2 separate regions of the Mus musculus genome follow, and region 1 is linked to region 2. A link is a contact called in public HiChIP or PLAC-seq data. All regions are on one chromosome and are shown on one strand. The core of a region is the stretch at or near the end of the contact, and the rest is flanking DNA. Distances in the headings are between cores, read along the strand shown. Region 1 overlaps Slc22a1 (solute carrier family 22 (organic cation transporter), member 1). Region 2 has its middle 13 kb from the start of Slc22a2.

Region 1 (4,206 bases), core at 828-3,327, 81 kb after region 2:
GGCTGAGCTCCAATCCCATCCCCAGCATCTCTGAACGTCAGACTAAGCTCACGGACACCGGAAAAGCTCTCCCCACCATTAAGGTGGGATAACTGAGAATGTGCTGCAATGCTGGGACCCTTTACAGAAGATACGGCCACACCCTCCCTTCCCCGCACCACTGTCCTCACCTCCTTCCCAGGTTCTCCGCTTCTTCAATAGTCTCAGGCAGAGCCACGCCCTTGGTCTCCGGAAGTAGAAGGGTCACAGCCCCAGCACTCAGGCCCAAAACCCCTACAAATGAAACCAAGTCCAAGGAAGTCCAATGAGAACGGGCTTGTGTCCCTTACAGAAATGAGTGCAGTGGGCCAGAGGGCAGGGAGGGGATGCTGCTCATCTTTGAAAGTTATCAGAAACGTTTAGGAACGAACTGGAGGCAACTGAATAGTTAGAGAAATGCAAGAGTAAGACAAGGCAGTATTTGCCACTACAGAAGCGGATTCCAAAGGAGCTGGTATTTGAGTATTAGAGGATATTTGAAGTTGAGTGTCTCACAAAAAATGATACATCAGTTTTAAGTAGTTATTATAGATAGACAGATGGCGATAGATGACGAATAAATAGATGGTAAATAGAAAGATGTAGTAGATAATGAGATAGATACACAAACAGATGGTAAATACATACAAAAAAGATGAAAGAAAAAGCATACATAGATGATAGGCATATGCATGAATAAATGTAGAGATGACAGATCATAGGTGCATAATTATAGAGATAGGGATGCAGGCAGGGCTAGAGAGTAAGACCAACCTGTGCATGGATAAACCTGTCTTATTACTCTCTCTTATCTCTTCCTCCCCTCTGCCCTTCCTCCCTCCCTCCCTCCCTCCCTCCCTCCCTCCCTCCCTCCCTCCCTCCCTCCCTCCCTCCTTCCTTCCTCCCTTCCTTCCTTCCTTCCTTCCTTCCTTCCTGTCTCTCTCTTATTCTCTTTCCTTTCCTCTCTCTTCTATCCACTCTCTAACTTTCTCCCTCCTTTGCCTTTCCCATGCATTGGCCTGTGCCAGGCCTGGCATTTCTCTTCCCACAAGCAGACATTTATCCTTCTGCTGATGGGTAAGCAGGCCTTGGACCCCTCCTGCTCTAGGTCTGGGGACAGAAACAGTATTTCCATCGTCTTTCACCAGCCCAGCTTTACCAGCAGAGAGGACACAGAACACTGTTGATTCCCACATGTCTCTTTGTGCCCCTCCCCACTGGGCTCTCCGAGACAGGGTCTCGTGCACATCCCTTGTAGGCCCTTGGTCCTGGGGTTGTCCTTTCTGAGCCTCCAGTGTGCAGGGATGATGGATTAGTGTCACCACACTCAGAAAGGGGTCGTCATTCAACACAATCCTAGCCCAGCAATGACATACTCAGGGCCTACAAATTAGACATCCAGTGCATTAGAAAGTAGATTGTGTCAAAAGATCATCAGCCATTGGAGTGCATGATGGGTTGATTCTGGAGCCACAGGACAAAAATCTCTGGCAACTACACGGGAATTGCATCTTATTGGTTCCTGAAATTCGAGGGAGAATGAACTAGGAGACAGTCGAAGCCCACCCTTGACCCTCGATCTACAAGCAACTGCCAAGTGCTCACACAATTACCCTCCACCAGATGAAAAGAAAGAATAGCCCATAAAGTCTTACCAAACAAAATGAGGGGCAGGGCTTGCCAAACTTCCATCAGCCTGAACACCATGAAGGGGGTGAAGATCCCACCTAGGTCACACAGGGCAGAGCACACCATCATCCCGAGATTCCTGGGAAGACAGAGACCAGACAGATCACATGCATGCTTCACCTTCAAGGTGTGAACGGCATCCTAGAGCAGGCACGAGATCAGCCAGGACCCCCAAAACCATAGGAGTGGGAAGAGCTGTGCGGAGAGAAGGCGGCAGGCTAGAGTGGAGATGGGTACAGACTGATCACTGCTCAGACGGCTGAAAAATACAGCCTACCTCTGCAATTGTACTCTCAGATGCTTAGCCCTCACTCCTAGAGGCCGGCTACAGGCCGACGGAGATGAGCTAGCACGCGTGTTCTCGGACTTAAACTGCAGCTGCACTCCACTCCTGTCCCAGGGCTGCGATATGTTATCACTTGGAAAGAGAACACAGTATTTCTGTGTGGCTAAGTTTAGTAAGACCCAGAATTATACCAAATACCAATGCCTGCTCTCAACACCAAATGAGTCTGGCGCCCAGAGTGTGAAGAAGAGAACTACTGAGCACAGAGATCCCTGTGAATAAGTAGAGGGTCTGTAGTTCAAATAGCCTTTCTTTGAATCAGGAGTGCTTACAGAGTAATGGGCAGCCAAAATGACTGTCTTGTCATTTTGTTATATGCATTTGATTCAATTGACTATAAATACTGGGACTCACATGGCTGTGTGTGTATTCATAGGCACTGGGTTTGAGGTTGTTCCTGGCCATCCTGCTTCTTCTCCTACTTTCTGTGACTGCTCATTATCCTACGCACAGTGGAAAGGGTCATTCAGGAAGGAGGCAATAGGCCACCTCCATGGAAGACCAGGCTTGGTAACTGTTATTATTTAGGAAAGCATTTGCAGAAGCCTGTGTGTTGCACAGTTGGTCACTGCCTGATGGACACAGTTGGTCACTGCCTGATGCAGCCATTAGGAAAGCAGTTCTCAACCTTCGGGTCATGAACCCCTTTGTGAGTCATATATCAGATATCCTGCCTAATTTATACTATAATTCATAACATTCGCAAAATTACATTTATAAGTTAGTAATGAGATAATTTTATGATTGGAGGTCACCACAACATGAGGAACTGTATTAACGGGTCCAAGCACTAGGAAGGTTGAGACCCACTGCTTTAGGAGGCAGGGCCTAATTGCAAGAAGGTTGGTATCAGGAGAATGCCTTGAAGTGGGAGATGGGGACCCCAGTCCTTTCTGGTCCTTTCTCTCTGTTTTTCTTTCTAGCCACACATTCTGGCCATAATGCTTTGTGCTGTCTTGAGATCTCAAGTCCTGAGCCCACAGCAACAGGGTCAAGTGAACATAGACTAAAGCCTCTGAAAGAAGGTGTGAAGACAGACCTTTCCTTAAAAGTTGATCATCTTAGATATTTTGTCACAGTGACACACAGCACATTTGATAGACCATTTCTTTGAATCTGGTAACTGTGACAGAGGACTTATTTGTCCTGGCTCTTTCATTTTTAGACTCTGGACTAAAAAATACAAACATAGAAGATCCTATCTATCTATCATCTATCTATCTATCTATCTATCTATCTATCTATCTATCTATCTATCTCTATATCTCTCTGAATTTTTTGTTGTTTTCTTGGTTTGATGTTTCGTTTTGTTTTGTTTTTATTTGGTTTTTGAGAAAGGGTCTCACTATGTAACCCTCCCTGGAAGGCCTGGGAAAATACTGTATCCTTAATTTTCCTTCATCTCCTTGTGCTCAGACCAAGCAATTTCTTTACAAGTAAGACTCTAAACCATGTTCTTCTAATAAAGGAACTGGCAGAAGAAAGCAAAGAGTAGGCCGCTGTCATCTGTGTCTTCTGGCTCGGAAAGCTGCAGGCGTTAGACAAAGTAGGGAGCTGGAATGTTTCTAAGACATTTTCACAAGAACAAATGAAGAAGAAATACATTATTCATGGGGAGGAAATTTTAAGGTAATAGGCCAAATTCTAACCAAGGGCAGGTTATGATAATGGCCATTTTTTTAAAATGTCAAATAAAGTAGATGCTTTAACAATTAAAATCCTCTTCACTTCATGTTGAGAGCTTGGGGCTGGAGACAGGATCAGCAGTAAAGGCACCAAGGCTGCCGAGTCTGATGACCTCAGTTCGATCCCCAAGAACTGAGGAAGGAGAAGTGGAAGGAGAGAACAGCCTTCTGCAAGTTGAGATCAGACTTCCACACACAAACACATATACACACCTACACACATACACACAAACACACATACTCACAAACACACATACTCATATAAACCACACATACAGGCTCTCTCTCTCGCTCTCTCTCTCTCTCTCTCTCTCTCTCTCTCTCCACACACACACAAGCACACACATCTAACACACACATATCCTCACACAGTCACACAAATCACACATGTAAGCACTGGTATACACCACACACACATACTCACACAAACACACAGGCACATATACTTACACAAACCACACATGCAGG
Region 2 (3,846 bases), core at 845-3,344:
AACTATGGCCTGGGCATTTGTTAGTAAATAATTAGTCTCTGGGAGCAGGGACTGGGAGGGGAAATTGATGAATTTTTACAGATGTTGCTCAGTGTGTACGGCATGTAATCAAATCTTTTAATTTCTTATTCAGTCATGAAGAGGATGAAAAAAAAAAACCTAAAGTTACAGTTTGATGTCCCTTAAACTCCTCCCTCAGTGATAGACTCAGCCATGGGGAACTGGATTGCAGGAGAGGCCAGGGAGATATGCACATGACTTGGGTATAGTAGAAGAGACACACTAAGCTCCAAAGGGAGGCAAAGAGTAGACCTGCAATGTGCAAGGTCCAGAGGAGCAAGCAGGTCATCCTGTATAGGGCCGTGCACAACAGGTCACCAAAGCCCAAGCCCAAGCATGTGCTATCTATTGTGTGTTGGTCAGCGCAGTAGCTACTGACTGCGTGTGGCTATGTAACCTCACACAGGATTCAGTGACACCAGCCTAATTTCAAGGGACAACAGATATGCGTGGCCACATGCTGCTGTCCTGGACAGAGCAGATGCAGGATCTTCCAGTCATTCCAGAAGAGTCTATAAATTTCTGTTGTCTGCTCCACTCAGCAGAGACCAGCGCTCAGGTCCTGATGAGCTTACATGATCCCAGCACCTCTGTTCAGCTGCTCTCCAGCTGAGATGCCAGCAAGGCAGAGCATGGGACCCACAGAGAGAGTCTCAGGCCATCACTGGTGCCTTACTGACCTGCCTATCGTATACCCACAGGAATGGAGACAGGGACTGCTACTGAGTCCCAAGCAAGTACCCATTTTTCCAGCATTAACATTCAAATCCAGTGTGTGTGTGTGTGTGTGTGTCTGTGTGTCTGTGTGTGTCTGTGTACTTGTGTGTGTGTACTTGTGTGTGTAGGTTCACATGTGTGTATAAGCATATATATGTACACATGTGGAGACACTTGGATTACATGTGGGCCACTGTCCCCAGCTCTTTCTATGGATGCTGGAGTTTGAACTCAGGTCCCCATGTTTGCATAAAGATCACTTTACTGGCAAAGCCATCTCTCCAACCCCTTATAACATTTTTTAATGTTTCTATTGCTTTTTCTTAGCTATGAAGGCAGGTTTGGCCATTTCTTACAGTGTGGAGACAGGTCAAAATGGAAGGCATAGATGGTGACTTCTGCTCTCAGGACACACAAGAACGGGTACATTGTTTAAGCTGTTGGGGACAGCAGTGCCTTCTACCACAAAGAAAGCAGCTTTATCACAGCTGGTAGTCATATAATGCCACCTGATTTACCAGAGCTCTGGAAACTGAGGGAGTGGTTTGAGACACTGGGCATCTCCGGAGTTAGAGCTCTGAGGGTGCGCATGCTCAGTGCCCCCACCTTACACATATGACCCAGAGAGCAGCCAGCACATGCGCATGTGGTGAACCCCCCCCCCAATTCTCAGAAGTCGTGAGGAGAGTAAGAATCCCCCCTCTGACACCAAGTAACTTATCCCAGCTCAAAAAAAAATGTCAGAGCCATGAATGAAACCAAGAGCATAGACACAGTCAAATGGCTATACTGGGCTCCATGATGACCCTCTTTGCACTACATGTGAGGACCAGGAGGCAAGGCTGCCTTTGTGGAGTCAGTAAGCTAGTGGAAGTGCCCAGCTTCTGTAAAATCCTGGTAAGGCTGCAGAAGACCATGTTTCAGAGCAAAGATCTGAACTCTGTTCTACCACAAGGTAGCCCTGACATGATTTCTCTCCTATGCCATCGTCAGCTGCCCTGTGGGTATTTCTGGCTTCTGCCCAAAGTTGATGGTATAGTCACCCTCTGGCTACAAACAAGCTGCTCACAATATGGAAGCTTGGTTCCTTCTGGCTGGCAGCAGCTGAGAGCCTTGTGCAAGTGGAATCCTAGCACAAGTGGGTCAGGGTGCTAAGTCAGCTGTGGCATCAGCAGAATTCCTGAGTTATCTCTTGGAGCTGCCAGTCATCAGCAACAAGCAGGGAGAAGCCACTGGCACAGGCCACTGCAAGAATCTATCCCAGCAGACAACATTGGCAGCCCGGAGGGACAACGGAGTCGTGAATTTCGTCACTGGTATACTGACATAAATTGAGCGGGGCTTGAATGTCACTGGCTATGTGCTGGCACGTTGGTCTTTCCCACACACAGGCCTCCAGTTGTAGTGACAAAAGATCTGTCAGACTCCAAGTGTCAGAATCTAAGCTTTCCCGGTGACCCTGAGAAACCTGTAGATGAGACAGTCTCCTGAGGATCAACAGAGCAGTCCCCCAAAGAACATTCCAGAGCCCAGTTCCAGTCTCTCCTTGCTGGCACTTGCTTGGCACTATGATGCTTTAGAGGCAAGTGACAAGAACACAGTTTCAAATAAGTGAATGGATTTTATTTTTTATTACTCTCTAGGTGTCTAAATATACTGACCAGAAGAAAATATCTTAAAAATAAAGGGATGTTTTCATGACGTGAACTTTAACCTTGCAAAAGGATTATTCCCCGTTATCAGAGGAGCAAAGCTGTGTATGGATCCCCTTACTGCTTGGCCAATATCTGGTCACCTGATCAGATAAGAGGGAGAAAGAGCAGGTGCACAAACCCCTCCGGGACTGGTTGTGTTTTCACAAGGCGATAAGCAGATCCTAACAGAAAGGGCAAGCCAGGAGGAACCAATTCCAAAAACATGATCGGAAGGTCAAGAAATCTCAGTTCTTCAGCAAACTGGAGGAAAGGTCAACTGCACTAGCTGGCCGAGTTTAGCTTTCCCAGATGTCGTGAGTGTGAGCCCAGGGTTCCGTTCAAGGAGAACTGAACACTAGCTAGTCGGTTGTTATTCAGGACACAGCTAGAGGCCCTGTGTCATCTAAGTCACATGACCTACCTCTCTGGGCCTTCATTTGTTTTCCTCTACAATAAGGATTTTAGCCTGTGTTCTGACTCAAGAGGAGAGGCTGCTAGTACCTATTGGCTGGAACCAAGAGAAACTGCGAAAATATTCTACAATATGCAGAGCACCCCCAGACACAAAGATCTGGTCATCTCCAAACTTAAGTTACACTGAAGTTAAAAAAAAAAACAAAAACCCAACAGCTCTAGTTTCAACCACATCGGATGATATTTCAACAAGGAGACATCCAACCCAGACATTCAACAACCCTACAGACTACCCAGGGTGTGTCTTTTCTAGAAGGTCCCTTGGTTTGAAATTGTCTCAAATTATTTCTTTTCATTGTAAGTAACAACTTTTGCACCTTACCAAAAATATGTGGCTAAAACACTCAGTTTGAATAAAAGCCAACAAAACTTTCTGAGACGTTGGGAGCAGATCGTTGGGAAACATTTCCAATGACACGTGCCTCTCCTTGGTCTTTGGGGTATAACCCAACCCGTATCCGACAGTAGCATTAATATTTGGGAAGCTATCTTAATGGTTGTCAGAATTACATTTTCCAAAGAAGTGACTCATCCAATAATAATTTCTTTGGCACTGAAAGCAAGCACTCAGCTCACAAAAGTCTCATCCAGTGGGAGGGAGACAGAAAGAATGTCCGTGTGAGGTCTTGGTAGTGAGCCTACACACACTCCTTAAGAAGAAAACCGAGGTGGAAGGGGCCTCCCTACAAAATGCTCTTGTGTCTTTTCCAGTAAAAGCTTTGCCTACAAGAATACAAATTTTTCTCCCCCTACCACCCCACTTCCTATTCCCTACATCTCCCAAAGCCTGGATGAAAAGCTCCTTCCCAGGGCTTCCTCAGGGATTCACCTTGCTTATGTTTTATCACACACACACACACACACACACACACACACACACACACACACACACACACCTTCA

What was found. HiChIP or PLAC-seq counts read pairs in DNA pulled down with a chosen protein or histone mark.
Region 1: a contact with region 2 is called in an H3K27ac HiChIP or PLAC-seq map of heart atrium, with 4 times the contacts expected there. The contact joins two enhancer-like sites. A contact is called at or near these places in 1 of 39 promoter capture datasets (hippocampal neurons), 9 of 484 Hi-C or Micro-C datasets (the HL-1 cell line, LSK cells, cardiomyocytes and 3 more), 4 of 115 datasets of contacts at active chromatin or transcription factors (differentiating embryonic stem cells, embryonic stem cells, heart atrium and 1 more) and 2 of 9 other capture datasets (adipose tissue and pancreatic islet).

What each region holds. Positions count from the first base shown.
Region 1 is chr17:12,650,699-12,654,904 of GRCm38.p6, forward strand. Slc22a1 (solute carrier family 22 (organic cation transporter), member 1) reads right to left here. Exons shown (of 11, transcript NM_009202.5): 9 at 1,674-1,786; 10 at 171-273. Among named protein-coding and RNA genes, the nearest start is that of Slc22a1, 23 kb to the right of the region's middle. Within about 2 kb of position 2,078, at least 7 of the 459 cell types and tissues checked have an H3K27ac peak or open chromatin away from gene starts, as enhancers often do. A contact at or near this core is called in heart atrium, where this site is marked.
Region 2 is chr17:12,569,522-12,573,367 of GRCm38.p6, forward strand. No RefSeq gene overlaps it. Among named protein-coding and RNA genes, the nearest start is that of Slc22a2, 13 kb to the right of the region's middle. Within about 2 kb of position 2,095, at least 13 of the 459 cell types and tissues checked have an H3K27ac peak or open chromatin away from gene starts, as enhancers often do. A contact at or near this core is called in heart atrium, where this site is marked.